2 separate regions of the Sus scrofa genome follow, and region 1 is linked to region 2. The links are chromatin contacts, called in public targeted proximity ligation maps. All regions are on one chromosome and are shown on one strand. The core of a region is the stretch at or near the end of the contact, and the rest is flanking DNA. Distances in the headings are between cores, read along the strand shown. Region 1 overlaps NSMAF (protein FAN). Region 2 has its middle 26 kb from the start of NSMAF.

Region 1 (5,105 bases), core at 1,869-4,368, 80 kb after region 2:
CTTTCAGTAAAAGGGTGGTTTGGGGGATTGGTTGGGAGCTCTGGGTTGAGAGAAATGATCTAGGGCCTAGAAAGGCTGCTGTTGCTGTTCCCATACCCTGGATATAAAATCACTTGAGTTCTTTTCATATTTAGTATTGCAGAAACTTGGAGAAACTGTTTGGATGGTGCAACTGATTTTAAAGAGGTAAGCCGTTCCCAAGCTGATGAGCCACCGGCTTGTCTTCTTAACTGCCTCACAAAATGTCTGTTGCTCTTTTTTTTTTTGTTCTTCCCCTGAAACTCTCAGCTGATTCCAGAATTCTACGGTGAAGACGTCAGCTTTTTGGTGAATAGCCTGAGGTTGGATTTGGGGAAGAAGCAAGGAGGGCAGCTGGTTGAAGATGTTGAGCTCCCGCCGTGGGCCCAGAGTGAGTACCACCTTCAAGTGCAGACAAAAGAATTGCTAGGCCTGAAGGTGTAACTTCACTGTTTACTTAGATCTTTTTTAAAGACAGTGTAATTCTCCTCCTGAATGAGATAAGTCTGTGAGTCTGATGTAAAAACATGAGCATGTATTTGAAAGACCTAAATGTTGTACAAACAATTTTTGCCACCCCCGCCCCTCCCCTCGCCAAAAGTGTATTTTTTATGACGAGGGGGAAACCTCAGTAGGAAAACTCCCCCTTGCCCACCCTGAGGCTTGAGATGCATATGGGGAGACAATGGAAATGGGAAGGACGGCGTGGTGACGTGGGGTGTTTGGTGCTCCCTGCCAGGTCCCGAGGACTTCCTCCAGAAGAGCAGAGACGCGCTGGAAAGCGACCACGTGTCCGAGCACCTTCACGAGTGGATCGATCTCGTGTTTGGCTACAAGCAAAAGGGGAGGGATGCTGTTGAAGCCCATAACGGTGCGTAACCGTTATTGAAGCGTCCTTTAGTGTTTGATGGAGATGAGAGAGAATCCCCCCCCCCCCCCCCCGCCCCAACCACGATGAGCTTGTTTTCTGGGCAGAAGACCTTAGCTCAGCAGCCAGGGCCTCCTGGCTCCAGGACCCCGGGTTAGATAATGAGTGAAAGAGGAGGAAGTGCTTTTGCCTAAAGATGCCTCCTTTCTGTGATCCTCGGGTCTTTTCCTGAAGAATTCTAGTTTTAGCCTGGGCTCTCCAGCCGTTCAGTGATTTCTGCTAAAACTCAGACTGGAACAGAACACGACTCCGGATCCCACGAGGGGTCTTTGTAACTGAGCGGAGAGCAGCGAGCGGCGGCCAGCTGCCCTTCAGCATCACCTCTTCAGTGTGGGTTCCTCCCCTGCCCACGCTCCTCCGTGTTGCTGGCCAGGAAGTGGCACTGACCGCTCTTGCCTCGCAGGTGCTCTGTGCTCCCTGGGGCTGAGGGCTGCTGCTCACCCGGGGTGAGCCCTATGCTGAGGTGATACCACCTTGCTGCCACTTAGTTGCTGCTCAGGGAGGGATAGAAGTTCAAGGGTTTTTTGTTTTGTTTTGTTTTGGTATTTGCCCAAGTGGGATTTTTTTTTTTTTTTCCCCTTTTTTAGGGCCACGCTTGCAGCATATGGAGGTTCCCAGGCTAGGGTTGAGTTGGAGCTACCGCTGCTGGCTTACACCACAGCCTCAGCAGTGCGGGATCCAAGCCACGTCTGTGACCTACACAGCAGCTGACAATGCTGTATCCTCAACCCACTGAGCAGAGCCAGGGATCTAACCCACATCCTCATGGATCCTAGTTGGGTTCTTTAACCCCTGAGCCATGACAGGAACTCCCCAAGTGGGATGGTATTAGGCTGATTTGCAAAGTGAAAATAGGTTTCTTTGACTAAAAGCCTAAAGTTGTTGCGTCTTTAAAATTGTGAATAGAATGTTATAACAAGACAGTACATCTTTCAAGAGTGTTTTGTATCTTTTCTCAGTGTTCCATCCCCTGACCTATGAAGGAGGTGTGGACTTGAACAGGTATTTATTTCTACGTCTATAAGGAATTTCTACTTGCATTACAAATTACCTTTTTGTCTAAATAATTCAGTTATTTGATGATATGAAGGTATGGAAATGTTACAGTGAACTATAGCTTACTTTCGCCATTCTGTAAGACACTGAGCCTCAAAAAATTACCTAATGGTCTAGACAGTCCTGACACATGGTCGCTGTTCTGAGTGCAGGTCCCCCTCTCTCCCGTTGACCTGTATTTTGAAATCCCTGCTTTCAAGGAGCTTAAACCCAGCAGTCACCACATGGCCTGTGTTTTGTCCTACAGCATCGAGGATCCTGATGAGAAGGTGGCCCTGCTGACCCAGATTTTGGAGTTTGGGCAGACACCAAAGCAGCTTTTTGTGACCCCCCATCCTCGAAGGATCACCCCAAAGTTTAAAAGCTTGCCCCAGACCTCCAGTTATAATGCCTCCACGGCAGATTCTCCAGGTAAGTTTTGTCAAGAGAACAACAACGTGAGCACCCTCGGTTTCTCTTTTCCATTCAGGTTGTTTCTGAAGATTCTAAAAAGATGAAACATTGGGCAGCTTCGAGACGATTTTGTTTCGCTGTCTTTTCTCCTGCACACCAATCTCGTTTTTAACTTTTGACCTTAAAATCAGAACACTTATATTTTGATAATTTAATGATCAAAACACTTAACATTCTGATAATTTAACGAGATGTGGCGGTATTTGTTGTTTTTATTGTTTACATCCTTCTCCCTGGTTTTCCAAGCTGGTCTTTGATTTGTAGCTGCTGATCCACCCTGGCTGTGGCCGCTCCAGCAGTCCCGCCACCCTGCTCCTTCCTTCAAGAGAAGGAAATGATATCCAGCATCCCTGCCTCTTACACCCCCACACAGACCTGGATTTGATTCTTACTCAGTCACTTGAACATCTACAGCGTATCTGTGACCCTGGTCTCATGTGTGGTATTTGGAAGGAGGAGAGAGCGCTCCGCCTCCTCCAGTTATCGTGGTTCACGTCCCACATGAGACGGTCTCAGGCCCTGGAAGGCGGACCCTGTCCAGCAGCAGTATTGCTTGCTTGCCCATTATTGCCAGTCCTCTCCATGCCCCGGCGTGGCCAGGCTACTCTAGGGCACAGCCGAGCCTCCCCACTCCCCACGGGCTGGGTCATGAGGACCGTCTTGTGATGCCTCTTAGTCACCAGGCCCGGCCACCAGGGTTATTTTAAAAGGGAAATAGTCCAGCCCTTCTTAGAAGTGAGGGCACCGCCCGGCTGGCCCTAGCCAGGGCGCCGCAGCACTTGGTTTCATCTGTCTCTCTCCCTCTCAAAACCAAACTCCAGTGTTCTTGGGGAACCGTCACAAAGATTAATGAGGGAGCAATGACCCGGCCTTGTATTTCTAGACGCTCCTAACTTAGAAGCCAAGTGAAAACTTGGCAAACCCCAATAAAAATATAAAACACTGTAGGGAGTTCCCTGGTGGTGCAGCGGGTTAAGGCCCCAGGCTTGTCACTGCCGTGGTGCAGGTGTGATCCCTGGCCCAGGAACTTCCAGTGCCACAGGTGGGCATGGCTAAAAAAGACTAGTACTCAAGGGTACTTTTTAATCTTTCTCCAAGTGATTTTTATTTTACTTAAATTATACAGTTTATTCTCATCCCTTGATGACATGGAGCTGCAGATCAAAGCAGTTCCATTTGGGGCAGGCCTTTTGCTTTCTTGGTTGTTTGCTTTTAATAGAAAATATTGGGATTCCGACACTCGTCTCTGCGGCTGGTTAGAAATTGAGCTGCCTGACTGAGTTACCATTTACATGCAGTCTCTCCAGGGGAAGAGTCTTTTGAGGACCTGACCGAGGAGAGCAGAACACTGGCCTGGAGTAACATCACCAAACTGCAGCTCCACGAGCAACACAAGATCCACAAAGAGTAAGAGTGTCGGCGTCGGCCTGGGGTCTTGGCCCGGGGTGAAGCGGCTCAGGCGGAGTCAAGAGGGATGTTCTCTTTCGAAGCTGCCTGGATCGTTTTTTGTCCCCAAACTGATGGGCTTTGGTGGGCAGGCTTGGGAGGCATGGCCTCCCCTGATCTGTCCTGTTCTAGAAAAGAAATCCCAGGCCCCTCGTCCTGTCTGCGGGCCGTGGGGGGAAGGGACGGGTCCATCCACTTCCGACCGATGGCTCCACGTCAGCACAGCCTCCTGCAGGGGAACCCGAGGTCCCACCTTACACGTCAGAACGGTGGCTCTCCTCTTCCTCGGCACGCGTGTGGAGAGGGACCTTGTCGCAACACGCGTGAACCTCTGAGAGGACGTGGCTGAGTAGCAAAGCAAGGAAGTGGCGGGGGTTCCAGTGGCTGGGCTGGCAGTCAGCTCACCGCAGGTCAGACTCATCACACGGCGGTTGGGGCCGAGAGGGGACCTTTCCAGCCGCAGGTGTTGCCAGAACAGCCCGAGGAGCTTCAGGGCGGTGACTCGGTTGTGGCTGGTGTGAGCAGGGCCAGGTCCACAGACAAGCTGGGAAAAAAAAATGATAGAAACTTGGACTTAAATGAAAGCGAGGCCTTGAAAGAGACCGAGGTCCTGGCTCATGGTTGATGGTAATTTGTACAACTTCGCTTTTCCAACAGGGCGGTTACTGGGATCGCCGTCTCTGGCAATGGGTCATCCGTCTTTACAACCTCACACGGTATGTTTTCCTACATGAAAGGTGGGTTACCTGGAATTTCTTTTTTCTTGCCTTTTTTTTCCCCACCCTCCCCACCCCCTGCCTCCCCGGCATATGGAGGTTCCCAGGCCTAGAGGTCGAATCAGAGGTGTAGCTGCCGGCCTACACCACAGCCACGGTATCAGGGGATCCGAGCTGCGTCTGCGACCTACACCACGGCTCACAATGCTGGATCCTTTGGAACCTACTGAGCGAGCTGGGGATTGAGCTGCATCCTCATGGGTAACAGTCGGGTTTATTTCCACTGAGGGTGACGGGCACGCTCTGGCATCATTTCTTAACTCCCCAGGACCGTACCTGCCTGGGCCACCTCCACGTAAAATTTGAGCAGTTTGTGGTGTGTTGCAGAAAATGTCATTGTTAATTGGCCAAAATCAAGATTGGACAATCCTTTCTGCTGCTGATGAGTTTTCGCAGAATTGAGGGGACAGCAGTGGCTTCATGGCATC
Region 2 (5,519 bases), core at 1,823-4,322:
TGCAGAATGGTACAGCCACACAGGAATACATTTTGCCTGTTTCTTACAAAAGTAACTGTGATCCTACCCTGTGATCCAGCAGTGTGCTCGCTGATGTTTACTCAATGAAATCTCATTAGGCAAAAGAGCAATCATGACCACAAGTCACCGAGCTCTTTCTTCTAACGATTCATCACCAAGTAACAAAAAGTCTTGAAAGAAGCAAATAATTAGTTATATTGTCCCACTCTAAGAGACCCATTTTTCAGAAACAGGCTCACAGACTTCGAAAAGCTTATGGTTACCACATCAAAGGGGACAGGTGAGGGAGAGGAGGGAGAGGTGGACTGGAGGTTTGGGATGGGGGTGTTCTAAAATTAGGTTGTGATAATGGTTTTACAACTATAAATATAATAAAATCCTCTGAATTATTTAAAAAAGAAAAAAAAAGAACTTCCCATGTGTCTAACAACATAAAAAAGAAGGGAGACCTATTCTTTAAAATGACATTAATGTGAACAAAGACATAACACAAAACCAAAGCACTTTCTCCTTCATTCCAGACCAAAATTTAGCCAAATTCATTAACAATAGAAATATGAAATTCATTCTGCAGAATATGTTTTATAGTTCTAGGAGAAAGAATAGCCATTTGCTAGAGTGGTTACAAGCTCCCTACCCCAAACTCTCCTGTCCTTTTCCTGACAGTCACCAGTTGTGTAATTAGTCTTAATTTGTAAGCAGAGCATCACTGCGTTGCAGTCTACTGCAAACATAACTTCTACTATTTTGCTTTGGTGAGCAGGTCTTAGCAATCACCATGAGATGGAATAGATGCTGATACTAGAGATGGATGTGTCATAATAGCTTTAAACCACCAGAAGGAGCTCTAAAGCAGGCTACTGAGAAATATTAGACCTGCTGGCAGAGAGAAGGAATAATGTATTGCCTACAAATGGAGAGTTTAAGCCCCATTAAAACTTAATAAAGAATTACAGAGTGGCTGAGGGAATTATAACACTAAAAAGTCTCCAGAAGACAAAATACAGGTGCCTACAGGCGTTAGGTTAGCACTGTATTTGGGTGTTTTTTTCAGAGAAAAAATACACAAGAAATACTGATTCAATTAGCCAAATAAGCCATGAGATTGTAAATGAGAGTAAATTTACACAGAGTCTTCTCAACTCTTCCATCTGCCAAAATATTCCTTTCAATGGAGTCAGCCTTTTGCATGAACTTTGGAAGACCATTTGAAAGATGCTGAAAATTTCCTTTACTCAGAAACCTCTCTTATGATTAACTCCTGGTACCTGAAATTCAGAAGGCTTACATCCCACCTTAAGAGCTTTAATTAAGTTGTAACGTTCTTCATGTCATTGAGTAAAGGCTTTACTGTTACTTGAAGGGCTGATAGTGGGTTTTGGCCATCGTTAGCTTAAACAGTGTAATCTTTTTCTATATATCATGATAGGAAGGCAAGGCTTTGAAGAGTAACCTGATGATGATTTTTAATTACTGGGAGAAGGCCAGGTGTCCAAAGTCCTGTCTGTAGCCAGTGGAATATTCTGTTAGGAAATCTGCCAGGAGCATGGGGAGAGAGAAGAGTATCAACCACACAGTATCAGCAAAGATGCACAGAGAAGGTAACAAACTCCCTGACTGGTTTGCTTGCTCCTGGCTATCATGAGAAAGCTCCCCACAGGTAGTTTAACCATCAGAAACTGATGCTCACGGAGTTCCCATTGTGGCTCAGCAGTAACGAACCCGACTGGTATCCATGAGGACTTGGGTTTGATCCCTGGCCTTTTTCATTGGGTTAAGGATTCAGTGTTGCCATGAGCTCTGCTGTAGGTTGCAGATGCGGCTCAGATCTAGCGTTGCCGTGGCTGTGGTGTAGGCTGGCAGCTACAGCTCCAATTTGACCCCTAGCCTGGAAATCTCCATATGCTGTGGGTGTGGCCCTAAAAAGATTTTAAAAAAAGAAAGAAATCGATGCTCACAGTTCTGGAGACCAGAAGTCCAAGACCAAGTAGTCGGCAGGTACGGTTTCTTCCAAGGCCTCCCTCCTGTGCCCCTGATGGCTGCCTTCATCCTACGTCTTCATGTGTGCATGCCTGTGTCCGAATTTCCTCTTCTTATCAGGACACACTGGGTATAGTGGGTAAAGGCCCACCCTACTGACCTCATTTTAGCTAACTCCCACGTCTCCAAATATGATCCCTTTCTGAGGTCCTGAGGGTGAGAACATCAATGTACAAATTTAAGCGGGACACAGTTCAGCCCATAACACTCCCCTCTCTCTCTAAAATTCTGCAGGGCAGAAGGGGGCGGAGGGGGTGCTAAGAGGCAGTGGAGAAGGCTTGTGTTTTGGAGTTAGGCCTATATTAAAATGCCAGCTTAGGAATTCCCTGATGGCGCAGCAGGTTGGGTTGGCATTTCACACTGTGCTGCAGGTTGGATCACTGACCCAGGAAGTTCTGCATGCTGCAGGCACGGCCAAAAAAAAAAGAAAAAAAAAAAATTGCCAGCTTATTTCCTAGCAGTGTGACCTGGAGAATTCACTTAGCTTGGAATTCTTAGCCTCCTTTGTGAAATAAAGTTAGAAATACCCTTCTTGCCAGGTGGTGGTGAAAGTGGGAGGCGATGATTAATGTGAAAACACGGGCTCAGACTTTCTCAGGTGTGGACTGACTCCTTCTGAGGCTTCCCTGCCCTGGAGGGAGGAATTCATCCTCAGCAGAGCCAACGAGGCCATGTGCCCTGGCTCCGTCCCACCAGCAGGGCCTGGCTGGGGTGCGAGGGGCCTGAGCCACAAAGAGTTTTAGATGTGAGGGATTCAAAAACTACGGTGTGTTTTACGTGTTTATTTAGTAAACTGATGCGTTAAACACTCACACATGCTGTGACTATACACACAACCTCTACTGGAGATGAGGTCAAGAGACTAAATTCGAGGCTCTGGGGAACTTGAAGTCACAGATTCCCTGAGTCTATGCTACTGCCGCTCTGGCTTCTTTCACTTCCTCCCGCCAGGCTCCCTCCTGTTCAGGCTCTTCAGTCACCACCCAGGGCAGGCCACCCCCACAACCCCCTCCCCCCAGCCCTTCCGGGTGAGCCTCCAGCGAGTGTCTCGCCCACAGATGACGTCAACCTCACAGGGCTGCATTTGTCATAAAATAACCCATTACATTGCGTTGGACTTTTGTCCTCTGCCTCTCCTTCGAGAATATAGGCTCCCCTCGAACAGGAACCTGTTCTCTCTCTCTCTCCACCGTCTGTCCGCAGAGTCAGGTGGAGGGCACCCGGTGAGCTAGCGCACAAACCATCCCTGAGCCCATCAGCAGGTGAATTTAATGTGAATGGAGCTAGCTATTCAGGACCCATCCTCCAGAAACAGGCTTTGATCCCCTCATCCTCAAGGGTCAACGTGTAGCTACTTCCATTTTCTCCAAAACAATCCCTGCAAAACCCCAGAGTTTGCAGTATCCTTATACTCATGCATCCACACAGATCATTGAAGGACAGGTAGTTGTGATGAGTGGGTCGAGGGCTTAAACATCACCAACAGTGCAGATGGTACGACTTTTTATTCACTGATGATAAAGGCTGGAAATTATTTCATTCAAAGAATACCATCTTCTAGCATCTGTTGGCTGATGAAATCTGTGGATCAAAACAAAACAAAACAAAAAAAGCCATTTTCCTGAAGCTGTACCATTTCGATGGTTCATTTTCACAGTGGTAAGCTGGCACAGCAGAAAGATGTATACGTCTTTGTTCATTTTTCCTAGGAAATATCTATTTATGGGTAAAGAAACACAGACCAAGATACTGGAGCCGCCAAAAGAGCATTCCACTCTGGTTCCCAGAACCCGGTGTCCTGTCTGTATGTGGAATGTCTCCCCCACAGTCATTTTTACCCAAATAGCTCACACAGTTGAACTGGGAGTCCCAGGGGGTCCAGAAAATTGTTTACCTTTATTCTGACCATTAGTGTGCTAATGAGTATCCATCACCCCCCCCCATACTGGAAGCAAATTGCTGCTAATTACATAATGATCATCTATGTAAGTATAACTACTAAAATTTAAAACCAGGAGACTGGGGCATTACCAACATAAGAAGAATAGGAAGTCTGGCTCCTGTGGCCCATGTGAGCTAGAATTATATGCAGTTGGCCTAAGGAAAGAGGAAAAGGGAAAGATTCAAGACCTGGGCAATTTATTCATTCAACAAATGTGAGCTCCAGGGAGTTCCTGCTGAGGTGCAGTGGGTTAAGGATCCAGTGTTGCCGCAGCTCTGACATAGGTCAGAATTGCTGCTCAGATTGGATCCCTGACCAGGGAACTTCTATATGCTGCAGGTGTGTGGCCATAAAGAAAAGAGGGGGAGGGAGTTCCTCTGTGGCTCAGCGGGTTAAGGACCTAGCATTGTCACTGCAGCAGCTGGTGTCGTCGCTGTGACACAGGCTCGATCCCTGGCTGGGGAACTTCACATGCCCCATGCAAGGCTGGGGGGGGGGGCGGTCAATGCCACACCTGCTGCAAGTTGGGCTCTGTCCTGGGTGTGGCAGTGGAAGCACCCTTACCGCCCTAGAGAGATGGGCAAGAGGGCTTCTGGAGCAGTCTCAGGCTGTCTCCAAACTGCCCACAGAGCATCAGGGGCTACCTGACTCTCCTCTCCCTTCTGCTTGCATTCCAGGTAGCACTACCCAAGAGCGAGGGCTCAGGTGCCAAACTCTGCCAGCCGGTGTTTGCAGCAAAGTAAGGGTTTATGTTCAGGGCACCAAGCATGGGAGAGAAGACAGGTCTCTGATCCGCTCCAACTTGGTCTTGGAGTTGGGGGTGTTTTTAAAGGGGAAGAGCAAAACGCTAGGATTAATCACTGTCTTGAGACATTTCTCAGGATGTCGGAATGTCTGGTTTATGATTCTCTGGCCAGGTGGTCTTTGGCTGAGGGGTGCTGGAGAAACAAGGTGACTTTGTACGATAAGGGTGATGTGGACAGCGGCAATTTTAATCAGCTGATCTGGTTGATTAGTGTTCAGTTAGCACAGGATTGAAGTTAGAAGGGACGCAAAAAGAAATGAAGTTTTGGGAGGACAGAGTAATGGTAAACTCCTAAGGGAACTCGGTCTTAGGGGGCCGGTGTGGGCAGCTCTGGGTTTGCTGTGGCTTGTGCTGTTTTCCTGTCCTCAGCAGAACTGGCCCCTTTTCCCAAATGCGCATGCGCACTGTCCCTGTTGTGTATCCTATGCAGTGACGTCACCATCTGCTCCAGAGTCTTCTGTAGTGATTTTTGCCTCCTTTCTTCCCAACTTCCATTTCCCATGGGTTATCTTTTCAAATATACAATAGCTCGTTCGCTCAACTCTCTTTTCCAACCCCAAACTGTGTGCGGGCTCTCCGCAGCCAATTGCATAAACCTAAGCTCACCCTCAGGCCTGCCTCTGTGCCCCCCTCCCCCGGCTCCCCCCGGCGCCCCCCACCTCTGCTCTCATGCTCACACCTCCTGTGCCACGTTCGTTCCTCAGTCAGGCC

The links.
Region 1: a targeted proximity ligation map of alveolar macrophages shows a contact between it and region 2. A contact is called at or near these places in 9 of 47 Hi-C or Micro-C datasets (blood, embryonic fibroblasts, heart right ventricle and 3 more) and 1 of 2 datasets of targeted methods (alveolar macrophages).

Annotation. Positions count from the first base shown.
Region 1 is chr4:74,282,698-74,287,802 of Sscrofa11.1, forward strand. NSMAF (protein FAN) reads left to right here. Exons shown (of 31, transcript XM_021089346.1): 17 at 135-186; 18 at 289-409; 19 at 758-889; 20 at 1,906-1,948; 21 at 2,250-2,413; 22 at 3,754-3,862; 23 at 4,559-4,617. Among named protein-coding and RNA genes, the nearest start is that of SDCBP, 43 kb to the right of the region's middle.
Region 2 is chr4:74,202,984-74,208,502 of Sscrofa11.1, forward strand. No RefSeq gene overlaps it. Among named protein-coding and RNA genes, the nearest start is that of NSMAF, 26 kb to the right of the region's middle.